2 separate regions of the Mus musculus genome follow, and region 1 is linked to region 2. Evidence: chromatin contacts called from public promoter capture Hi-C data. All regions are on one chromosome and are shown on one strand. Each heading gives the region's core, a stretch centred on a gene start, on an enhancer-like site or on the middle of the called end of the contact. The rest is flanking DNA. Distances are from core to core; before and after follow the strand shown. Region 1 holds the start of Bckdhb (branched chain ketoacid dehydrogenase E1, beta polypeptide). Region 2 holds the start of Sh3bgrl2 (SH3 domain binding glutamic acid-rich protein like 2).

The links. Promoter capture Hi-C pulls out the DNA fragments that hold promoters and counts their contacts.
Region 1: a promoter capture Hi-C map of liver shows a contact between it and region 2, with 2.5 times the contacts expected there. The contact joins the promoter of Bckdhb here to the promoter of Sh3bgrl2 in region 2. A contact is called at or near these places in 1 of 39 promoter capture datasets (liver) and 1 of 115 datasets of contacts at active chromatin or transcription factors (pancreatic cancer cells).

What each region holds. Positions count from the first base shown.
Region 1 is chr9:83,921,204-83,927,458 of GRCm38.p6, reverse strand. It overlaps Bckdhb (branched chain ketoacid dehydrogenase E1, beta polypeptide), which reads right to left and starts at 2,322. Exons shown (of 11, transcript NM_001305935.1): 1 at 2,100-2,322. The coding sequence starts at 2,289. Gm36278 (a long non-coding RNA gene) reads left to right here and starts at 2,454. Exons shown (of 4, transcript XR_379675.2): 1 at 2,454-2,629; 2 at 3,918-4,022; 3 at 4,126-4,264; 4 at 5,165-5,638.
Region 2 is chr9:83,545,426-83,551,341 of GRCm38.p6, reverse strand. Sh3bgrl2 (SH3 domain binding glutamic acid-rich protein like 2) reads right to left here and starts at 3,004. Exons shown (of 4, transcript NM_172507.5): 1 at 2,839-3,004. The coding sequence starts at 2,883.

The sequences.
Region 1 (6,255 bases), core at 1,073-3,572, 380 kb before region 2:
AAAGGTGTGCACCACCCGGCACTCTTACACATTCTTACACACTCTCACACTTACTACACTGAACACTCTTATACACACTGGGGGTAAACTGGGGATTCAAAGTGGGCATTTAAAAACTCCATTAAACCATTCATGTCTTTGAGTGAGAACTCTAATCTCTAGGGCTCTATCATTGGGGGCAGGAGAGCCACATGCATGAAATGTGTGTGATTTTTCTAATACTGTGAAACTATGACAAATGCATGGTATTGTCTATTGAAAGTTTCCCTTTACTGCGTTATTACTTCCAAGATGGCAAACACTGTGTCATTCATTCATATATATATATATATATATATATATACATAAATTTTATTCAGCCCTCAGCTCTCCTCTCCTTTTGAAATCGCTATTATCATTAATCCCTTAATTACAGAGATGTGAGGCTTGCAGAAGTGAGGACTTCAAAGTCTCAGGGGAACCGGGCGTGGTGGCGCACGCCTTTAATCCCAGCACTCGGGAGGCAGAGGCAGGCGGATTTCTGAGTTCGAGGCCAGCCTGGTGAGTTCCAGGACAGCCAGGATTACACAGAGAAACCCTGTCTCTAAAAAAAAAAAAAAAAAAAAAAAAAAAGTCTCAGGGGATGGGGACAAAACCAAACTCAAGACCCTGACTCTCACTACTGAACTCTACAGATCAACAAAACTCTACAGCAGTACAGGAAGTTATTTTTCTAGTTGATGCAAATTGGACTTGTATTAAAACTACAACTGTGGAAAAGACAGAGCTCTGGAAGAATGAACCTCAAAAGGTTTAGCAGCATCCACCATGAGAGGTGCAATCATGTTGTCACTTTTTTCTAAACTCTGCCTTTTATCTGTAAGATGTTTGTACTGTTTCTATAGTAACAACCTAGAGCCATGACATCACTCGGATTTTAGTAATTTCACAACTGTGGAAAGGAGAATTCGGAAGACCTCTGCTCTATTTCTCCATTACCAGGCCAAAGTTTCTTTGCTGTGAAAACAGTACTGAAGGCTGAGAGGGAAAAACGAACTGCTGTTCATCTTTCTAGTCCTACTATTTCACAAAACTGGGAAACCCCGTCATTGAAATTATTTCTAAAGGCCTCTTTATTGCCTTCCGTGGAGTGGCAAGTCTGGAATCCTGCTTACTAGATTCTGACCATTGGCGCTATGTCTCATGAACTTATGTCCTGTGTACTGTTGAATAATCTGCTTCAAGGCTTCCGTTTATCTAACTGCAAAGCAAACATGAAAACATGACCTACCTCACATGAAATTAAATCTTGTCCTATGAACTAAATGAGATGAGGAATGTAAATTTCACCAATAGCAAGCTTTCGGTTAAATATTCCATTATTGTTCACAAGTAAAGATGGGCTTCCAAAAACTGCCAGCCCCAAGTTATTAGACAAAAAAAAAAAAAAAAACAGTGTAGGTTTTCCTTACTTTCTCCTGGTGCTCTGCAGTTAGACCTAGGATGGAGGGCGACTGCATAAAACTTACAGGAGAAACAGTCAGAGTGAGGCAAAGGTGGCAGGACAGGAGCCTGCCCCATTCCCTTCTGTTCGCTCTTCTCCACCATCTCTATGGAATACTGCTTGGCCAGGTGACAGCGGGGCCCAGCAGGAGCTCTGTATGAGGCTGAAATAGAAGTCTGGATTCTTTCCCATCTTTAGGCAGAACCTGTCTCGTGACCTTGAGAAAATCAAATTCTAGTATTTACTCCCTAGGTTTACATTTTCAAATGAAAATTAAAAGGCAAGTGTTTTACAGACAGTTGCCTCAAGTTAGTGACTCAGTCTAGGACAAGCTAACACCTAAGACCTGATATGGGGAAAGCATGGATAGAACTCAGGGGAAGGGGGCGGGGGAGCGCTCTTTGGACAACTCCTCTACACCCTCAGGCCCTAGCAGAAGGCAGAGTGCCCTCTCACCTATCTTGAAGTTCCAGGGGCTGCATCTGAAGGGAAGAATCACCAAGGACGAGTAACAGGAACGCAAACTGACCCGAACCAAGGAGGCTCTAGAGTAGAGTCTAGAGTCTAGGGCAAGGCAAGGATAGAGCCGGGATGCAGCAAGATCCCCAAATCTCACCATACTGCAGGGACTCTGGGTCCGGATGGAAAGTGAAGTGGGCCACCCGCCGCTTCTGGGCCGTGTCCTCGCCCCCGGGTTGCAGGAAGCCTTGCACCAGCGCAGCGCAGCGCAGTCCGCACCGCCGCCGCTCTGCTCCCGCAGCCCGGAGCCACAGCAGCCCACCCGCGCGCGCAGCCACCGCCGCCATCCCCAGTTCTCAGGCACCGCAGCCCACGCTGCCGGCAGGGAGGGAGGAGCTAAGACGCAGGCTTCCTCATTGGGCAGCCTCGAGGGGCGGGTCCGTGAAAGAGACCAATCGGAGACGGAAGTTCGGGGGCGGGGATGGAGACGCTATGACCTGGCGGCCCGCCCAGACGGAAGCCATACCAAGGCCCCTGCAGCCTGAGATGTGGTCCCTGGGTCCCACCCCAAAATCAGCTGCAGGACTTGGGGTGTCACAACGCGACTGCCTGTGTTCTTTCGCAGTGTCATTTTTGCGGTGCATTTTTCAGTAGCGTTTTCGTTTTAGGCTGTGTTTCTCATAGTCTGTAAGTGCAATATGGTCATTGCAAAGACAGGCGTTGGTTTCGAGTTTCCGAAAAAATCTAGAATTCGGGAAAGGCCTTCACTCTTATTTTGAAATAGTAAATATATTTAAATCTTTAAAATTGATTTTGCTTATCCTGATTTAGATCATATCAAAAAATAGTAAGTAGAGATTTCGGCCTTCAAATCCACTAGGAATTTAAAGTCGAGGTGCAGCAAAAATCACCTAATGGTCTTACTCTGTGTAACTTAGAAATATGCAAGTTGCCGGGCGGTGGTGGTGCACGCCTTTAATCCCAGCACTTGGGAGGCAGAGGCAGGCTGGTCTACAGAGTGAGTTCCAGGACAGCCAGGGCTACACAGAGAAACCCTGTCTCAAAAAACCAAAAAAAAAAAAAAAAGCAAGTTGAATGACTGATTTAAAGTCAAAATAATCAACTTTATAAATTTTATCTTAAAATATTTAAGTGTTTTATATATATCATATATATCACATACATATCAAATATGATATCGCATATATATCATATATATGATATGTGTGTGTGTATTTATTTATCTTCCTTAGCCATGAGTTGGAAGATAGCCATCAAAATAGAATACAACAGAGGCAAGAAAGTATGTCTAGATCTCGAGGAAGGATTCCAGAATGGAGAAAGTATTATGACAGACTGAGAGAACAGAGAGGAAGGAGCCAGGAAGAAACATTCCTCCTGTAGTATTTGTGACCTCTTAACAGATGTTAGGTTTAGCTAAGAAGCACGGGGTAAGAGTAGAAATGGAATTCTACGTATTCAGAAATGCACACAAAGGAGACAGCTTAGACAGTGGCATTCAAATGTGGTAAGAGACTTAGAACAGCATGAAGAGAAACAAGCTCTTGAAGGTCAAAATGCTTCCAGAGGTAAGGCTGACCTGCACCCAGAGGATTAGAGGTTGCCAAAGCAGAGCACAGAGAACCATAGTCTTCCACAACAGGTGAGGTGGGTGCAAAGGCTCATTGTCGTGAAAGAATGAAGTGTCTTCCAGGGCAAGGAAAGAAATGTCTTGTTCCTATGCTGAGAGCCTCTGCCTGCCCCCATCCCCAGCTGCATTGAACTTCGTTTGGGAAACTCTCTTTTCAGGGAGTCAGGCTATCTTTAAATGCCTCTGGGAAGTGCAAAAATTGGAAGTTTTCAGTAATTTGATAATCCCAAAAAAAGATGAAACTGACTACATTTGGAATTTCTGATGGCTGGGTTCCTCATGACACCTTAATATGCTGCAAATGGGCTATCTTCTTTGTTTGAGCCATTTCCACTTGGGTTTCTGACTAATCCCTGGGGACACGGAGAGCCTGTGAAGATGGAGCCAATGGACATCACAGTTGCTCTTCTTTCTTCAGAATGATTCTTGGTTCGTTTTCTCTCACAGAACTTCACTTCAGTCTACTTCTGCTGAGATTCGTCCCTCTTTTGATTCAGTGACTATATGTAAAAAAGTAACACTTTCTTTGCAGATGGATCCAGAGGAATATCACTACCTTCAAGCTAGCGTGCCATACAGAAGAGTAAAATGTTGCTCCGGGGTGGCTAGGAAGTATGCAAATGTGGCCTTCAGAACGAAGAAACTTGGAGACATTTGGCAGTTAATAATGGGTTTGTAACAGGATTTATTGTTTTATACATATGCACTCTTTAAACTCAAGGTTTTAAAAAGACAAGTTAGTCAATGAAAACTGAGTTGAAAGGACTAGGGTATGGCTGAGAGGGTAAAGGAGCTTGCTGCTAATCCTGATAACGTGGGTTTAATACCTAAAGATGACATGTTAGACAAGAAATAACTCCTGAAAGTTGCCCTATGACCTCCACAAGATGTCATCGTACGTATACACACACACACACACACACACACACACACACACACCACACACACACAAAGTGTAAGAAAAAGAAAACTTTGATGGGCAGAGAATTGCTTGTCCTGGTTAGACTTTTTTGTAAATTTGACACAAGCAAGCAGGGTTATGTGGGAAGAGAGGACTTCAACTGAGAAAATGTTTCTGTTAAATTAGATTATACACTAGTCTGTGGGTTATTTTCTTGATTAATGATCGGTGTGACTGGGCACAAAACAGTGTGGGCTGTGCTACCCTTGGGCAAGTGATCCTGCTCGGTATAAGAAGGCAGGCTAAGAAAGCCAGGAGGAGCAAGCCAGTAAGTAGCATTCCTCCATGGCTTCTGCTTCAGTTCCTGTCTTGAGTCCTCATCCTGGTTTCCCTGGATGATGGGATACAAGCTATACACTAAAGTAAAGCCTTTTTTCCACAAGATGCCTTTGGTGATGGTATTTTGTTACAGCAATAGAAACCAAACTAAGACAGAGATATGGCTCATTAAAAAAGCAAAGTAGCAAAGTCACATTGAAAGACAGTTTGGTAGTTTCTTACAAAATTACATTGCTCTTACAACATAATCTATGAGTCATACCTCTTGATATCTTCTCAAGTAACTTAGAAACTCAAGCCAACATTGTGGCTCTTTATTTTTCTTTTGTAGACAGGAACTTCTGTTGACCAGCCTGACCTGGAATTCAGCAAGTAGCCAAAGATAACATTGAACTCAAGTTCTCCCAGCCTCTGCCTACGAAGTACTGGGGTTATAGACATGGGCACTATGTCAGGCTTTGCACAAAATATTGTCTCAGCATTGTTCATGCTTGCCAAGCTCAGAAGCAAACAAACTGAACATCAGTCGGTGAGTACATACGTAAACTGGCTCCTTTGGGCAATGGAATACATCTCAGCAGCAAAAGCAAGTTAAGACAAAAACATAAGACAAGCTGTGGTGGCTACTTTATTTGTCAACTTAGCTATATCTGGGATTAATGAAAAACCAAAAGTGACTGGGCTTACCTTTGAGAGATTTTTGCTTAAGTGAGTTTGAGGACAACCTGGTCAACAGAGCAAGTTCCCAGAACAACCAAGGACACACAGAAAAACCCTGCCTCAGGGAAAAAAGAAAAAGCAAAGCAAACAAACAAGTAAAACCTCACTGAAAATGGAAAGAAATTATCCCATGCCTCCTATCAGATCACTACTGATTAAGGCTGGTCTTCAATAGCAACAAAAACAACAAAAAGCCCACATACGCCTGGGAGCTGAACAACCTCTACTCAGTGACAACTTGGTCAAGGAAGAAATAAGGAAAGAAATTAAAAACTATTTAGAATTTAATGAAAATGAAGGTACAACCTACCCAAACTTATGGGACACAATGAAAGCAGTGCTAAGAGGAAAACTCATAGCTCTAAGTGCCTCCAAAAAGATACTGGAGAGAGCTTACACTAGCAGCTTGACAGCGCACCTGAAAGCTCTAGAACAAAAGGAAGCAAATACACCCAAGAGGAGTAGATGGCAGGAACCTAAACTCCTGTACTCTGAAAGAGCAGCAAGCACTTGTAACCACTGAGCCATCTCTCCCGCCAGCTGTAACATACATGGGTGTTAGACTTTTAGACACTGTGCACACTATGTAGATGAGGCTGGTCTCAGAGTCCAAAGTGGTAAAATAGCAAGTGAGCACTGCCACACCCAGCTAGAAATAAGCTATTGGTGGGAGCCACATTTGGATAGATCCTAAAGGACTTA
Region 2 (5,916 bases), core at 1,755-4,254:
CCTCTCCCTGCAGGCTGCCTCCACATGCATATTTTATGATCCTAGCGTATTCTCTCCGAATCTTACATCCAACAACGCATCCCTCCGCAGCCTGTGGCATTTCTGCCGTGTAAGAATGTTCCCATGAGAGGCATGTCCTTGAGCTTCGAGTTGTTACTGAAGGCTGCACCTTTTCTAGCTGATGTCCTCACCTGGTCTGTGGATTCCTCAAGAACAGAGACCACACCCTACAATCTCCTAGGCTTCCCTGCCAAGATCAAGGGCAGAGCTGGGTAGGGTAGGGGCAGGCCTAAGCAAATTCTGTTTAGCACAAGAGTGAAAATAACCTTTTAAATTGAAAGTTGCATTAACACATTTCCTGGACAAAGTTACCAAGACCTCCCTTGTCAGGCACACATACATAATAAATTCATATATTAAATGACCTTTCTACGGCTCTATTTTTTTTTAGAGGTGAATAAAATGGCCTCCCTATAACAGTAACATGCCCATGGTCTAATGTGCTCTAACTTTTATTTCCTAGTACAAGCAGGCTTCCCCCTGCAGCTGGAGAGGATGAAGAGGCACCCACCCCTTTCATGTTAGTCATTGCTACCACAGAAGCTCCTGAGCCCCAGGGAACCAGAGGAGAGGAGGGTTTTCCCTCAACACTGCATAAATGTCCTGCTGCCTGGATTTCCTTAGCTAGGTCTAATCCTGCCACATTCCTTCATTTTATATGCTTTAGCTAAAACCAAACTGAGGTGGACATTAGTACTGTTTGTGCTATAGACCTGCTGGTCACAGACAGGTACAGGATTAAACTGAGGTAGGCATTAACACTGTTTGTGCTATAGACCTGCTGGTCACAGACAGGTATAGGAAAAAAAAAAAAAAAGTGCCACCAGTCAACCGGACACCAGCAGAAGAAAATCACAGCATTCCTGCAAAACCTTAACACAGCTTAATGTTGTAAGTCCCATGAGCCTCCCCAACCAAGAGCTCACCTTCATTACGGCTAAGAAGTCAATGTTCTGGCAGATAAGCATAAACTTTATATAACTTAAAATGTCAATATTGCTGTAAAGGAAAAAAAATTGTACATGAACTAGGAGATATTACAAAATTTGGGGGGGGGGGGCTCGATGGGTGTTTCTATGACCCGAAAAGAGTATGTTTTCAAACAGCAGAGCAAAGTGAATAATGAGTGTTTACAGACTGTGCTGTGCCTATGAACTGAGCATAAGCTCCCAACCAAATGCAACCACATCAGACCATGGGGATCTGAGACGCGGTTAAAAAACCAAAGTGGAGAGACTGCACTTTGAAGTTCACCAGTCTGCAGTTCAAATGGAATAGACTGGTATGAGCTGTACCCACATTTACTCAACTGACGAAAGCATTTTAAAAGGACAGCACAATTGTGAGGGCCTCAAAAGCCTTCCTGGTACAGGAGAGAGAGAAGGGCAGAGCTCGGGCACCACTGGTCCCCACACTAGGCAGCACACAAGAACTTGTTTCCTCAACTTAGGTCCGTGCACAAAACATTAAAGCCCAGACTCAAGTCACACAGTAGGCAGGCACTAAATACATGTGTGTTTATGGAACTGATAAAATTGGTTACAGGATGCAAGTCTGGATACATGATGGAGAAGACAGGTAATTTACCTGTGACTTTCCCAACACAACTGAAGATCAACATTGGAGCTTGCTGCTTCTGAAATCAGTAAGCTCCTTTTGAAATAATTACCGAAGCTGGTAAGTTCATGGTAAAGACCAAAAGCTCTATAGTAAGGAATTCATTTCAATAAATCTATCTAGGAGATAGTACATTTCATGAGGCTCAGCTTTAACAGGGAAAAATCTTTTAAAGGCACCTATGACTAAGCAATAACAAAAAGGGAGGATTTTTGAGAACCAGGACATGCCTGCACATACAGGTAGGCCAGCATTTTCCCAGCTATTGTGTCCTTGTATCAAAAAAGATTGGGTTAAGAGCTTCAGTAGTTTACGGGGATTTTCCAAGTAGTATTTTATTCCGCCTTCTACCCCACCCACTTAAATTCTAAGACAGTCTGCCTACTGAGCAGGCAACCAGCCAGCCTAAACTTTAAACCAATCATTCTTGTACTTTTTTCTATATCTGATTAAGTAACTGACAAAGTAGATTTTTGGAGATGTAGTTTAACTCTTGGCTAAGGAAATCAAGTCTTAGCAATCACATGAAACATAACTGACACACTACAGGCGCATTACATGTGTCTTAGTATACATGTGCACTATTTCTAGTTATTTAACTTCTTCTAAAGAACAATATTCCTAAAAGAAGTCAACACTCGACAAACAGAGTAGCTAAAAATAGAAAACACAATTTATTCTTAAAATGAAATTTACCACAGCACTGGAGGAACAAGGGAAGGACCATATGTAAAAGTATTTGTAACACCCTAGGCTAAAAAACAACAAAGAAAATAAATTAACTGCGACCTAACAGGACAAGTGTGGTTTGCTCAGGTGTAAAACTAAAAAGGACTTGCTGGGGACGAGAGGATGTAGAGCAATTTTTTAAAATGGGTTTCCTCCAGACGCCAGGTCAGCAAATCAAAGTAGTCTAAACTGCCATAGGAAACATAAGCCGACGGGGTGTCCCAAGTCCGGAACCTCTAAACTCAGCAAAGGGCCCCTGGAGCCGACAGCTGCGGCAGGGGACTGGCTCCCTTGGGTCCCCTCGCCAGTTGCCAGTGCGGGGTGTGTGACCCCTGCGTGTCCACCGGGTCCGAGCCCGGCGGTCACCTGCCCGCGCGTCTCCTACGGGCGCACGCGCTGCGCGTCTCCCGCGATCCCGCCCGCTCGGCTCACCGCCACGAAGCCTGAGCATGAGGCGACGAAGACGCGGACCACCATCCTCTCGCTGCGTCAGGGATCGCCGCTGACTCGGTCACAGAAGTTTAACGCGACTGAGGTAGCTGCCGACTCCCGTGCGACCGTCGGAGAAGACCGCAGCGACGCGTCTGGCTCCCGCCGCTCCGCGGATGAAAGCCCAGCGCCTCCGCCGCGGGCTGAGCGAGAGGCGGGTGGGGCCAGGCGGCCGCGGGGGCTGACGGGAGTTGTAGTTTCCTTGGCGCCCAGAGTGACCAGGCACTGCGCTCCTTCTGTCCGGCGCCTGCTTCACGGGAATTAATCGTACACGCAGGTGGTTTAGGAAGGACCCGGAAGCGGGACAAGCTAATTGGCGGGAAGCCAGTTTACAAGAACACAGCAAACAAGACAAAGGGTTGGGTGGAGGATAGTCCAAGCTTGGGTTTTGTTTGCGGTGGAGACGGGTGGAGCATCCTCTATCAGAAACAGCCATGGAGCTGAGGCGACCCACTGTTTTAGAGACACGCAAAGGCTCGCCCCAGAGACCTTGGCAGTTCACGGGCTTGGACAGGCATGGCAGTGGGTTGAGCTTTTGGTGTTTTGTTTCTCCTGCAACCCTGAAAAACTGTTGAAGAGGAGTGTTGTTATTTTTCCTGGAGGCGGTTTTATTATGTAGCCCAGGCTGGCCTGGAACTCAACTTCACCCTCCCTAGCAGGTATTACAAGCATACATCACCACGCCTAGTTTGCAAAGGGAATCTCTTTGGTAAATGAAACAGGCTTTCACTTTATTCTAAAGACACTGAAAACTGGAAAGCCAAATGAGAACAAGACCGATATTTTATTTTTCTTTGCAAAACTGTAATTGTAGTAGAAAAGAATAAGTACTGATAGAAATGAAAATCCCCCTATCAACATTGGGAATCAGAACCCTCCCTCCCCACCCCCTACCCCGCACAATGCCTTTGCCTCTGTGCACCTACTGATATTTACAGTTGAGCCAAATCTGTGTCTTTTTCGAAATCGCTGTGCATTCCAACGCGGTATCCCAGGAGGATACCATTAAAGAGAAAGCTTTCATGAAGTGGCTAATAGGTTCCGAGTAGTGCTTTAGCAGGTTGTATTGGCTTGGCTAAGGCTCAAGCCACTCCTAGTTTTGTGGAAGTGAACCAGTTTCCCTCACACTACTGTATTTACTTTCTTCATTTCACCAAGGGACTTTAGCAGCGTTCAGGGAATGCTGCTAATTAATTCTAGAGAGAAGAAAATTGTGTGATGAAGTCTCCCACGTTTGCAAGTTTCTGGCACAAATGGTTGCTTGAAGGACTTTGGTTTTTAGACTTACTAATATTTCAAGTTGCCAACCTTTCCTGTGGCTTATGTCTTAAATAGTTTTATTTGTATGTATGCATGTATGTATGTATGTATATTTTTGTTTGTGTAGATCCATTTAGCACAGCATACTTGTGGAGGTCATGGGACAACTTTCTCCTTCTACCGTGTGGGTCAGGATTAGCAGCAAGTGTCTTTACCCACTGAGCCATCTCAGTGGCCCCTTCATTGCTTATCTTAATCCACTTTTGTCATAGGCCTCTTTAAACTTAGTAGAGTAAGAATATATAATCCTGGTGGGTCTTTATTTCTTTTTAATGTTAAAAACTTAAATATAAGTTCTGCTGTAGCTATAACACTCTGCAATTGTTCTTTAGCTTTTGCTATCACAAACATGGAAATGAAGGCATATAAAATGTGAAATAATTTTCACAGAAGTAGATACATTATTTCCTGTATAAATATGGGTCTTTACAAAAGGAACCATTCCCTCCCCCCCAAAGTATAGAATTAATGTAGCAATGGAGATAAACAGCTTAACAGTAGAACTCAGAAGCGCTCTGAGGAAAATGGATAAAAGAAATTGACTAAGTCATTTCCTCAGTCAGCAAATTGGAATTGCAACTGGGGAAGTCAGGCAGCACGGAGCTGTGACATAGAACACACGGCTCTGAGGAACTGTGTTAGTCATCTTCCTGTTGTTGTGACGAATCACCTGGTGACCAAGCCAGCTCAATCAGTCAACAGGGTCTCAAGCGAGGGAATGAGGATTTAAAAAGAAGAAAAACAGTTAGACAAAATTATAACCTGACTCCTGCCTGTACGGAGGCTGAAGCAGCGTTATTTCTCTCCAGCCTGCATATATATATATGCACACACACACACACACACACAGATCATTCTAGGTATATCCAAGACAAAAGTAATGGATCGAAGTAGTAAACAAGGAGATCACACAAGAAAGTAATTAAGCAGAGTAGTATGCAAAAAGATCACATAAGGAAATAATTCAGCAAAATAGTAAACAAAGCCCCATGCTCACTGTTACTCTTATCTAGGCCTACTTCCTTGTCTAAGCCCAGTGACAAATACCCAATTCCTAGAAGTCGCACCAAAAGCTCTCAACAACCTGGGATAACTTAAAGAGGGCAAAGGTCAGCCAGGTGTGGTAGCACAGGCCTGCATCCCACCACTTGGGAGACCAAGTCTGGAGGAGGCGAGACCACAGACTTCATGACACCAGAAAGCAAAGGAAGAGAAAAGGAAGTGGATCTCAATGTGCCTCCAGAGTCCGTAGTGGCTTTGCTTTCCCTCCTCTAAGTCCCACTGCATCCTAGTAGAGCCCCCACAGACTGGAGACCAAGGCTTCAGTGAATGAGCTGTTGGGAGATGTTCACAATCCTAGCTGTAACTGAAGCCGAGTCTGGTTGTCTGCTTCATAAGAGCCAGAGGTGCTAAAGGAGCAAACCAGTAAGAGGAGGGCAGTAACACAAATAGGAACTGACAGCTGCACCAACAGTAGCCCTGGCTATGCTGTGAGTTAAGGGGTTCTCAACCTGCATCTTGTCAAGTTTGTCCTCCACCCATTTTTACAAATAAAGTTTTATTTGGCACACATTCCATATTGCTTACTAGCAGAATAAGAAAAGACTCCATGGTCCTCCTGGTCTGTTGCTTTCACTAGTCACCCTTTACAGAGAAAGCCTGCTAGTCCATTTCTGGTTTAGCCTGTTCTGTTATCACAGA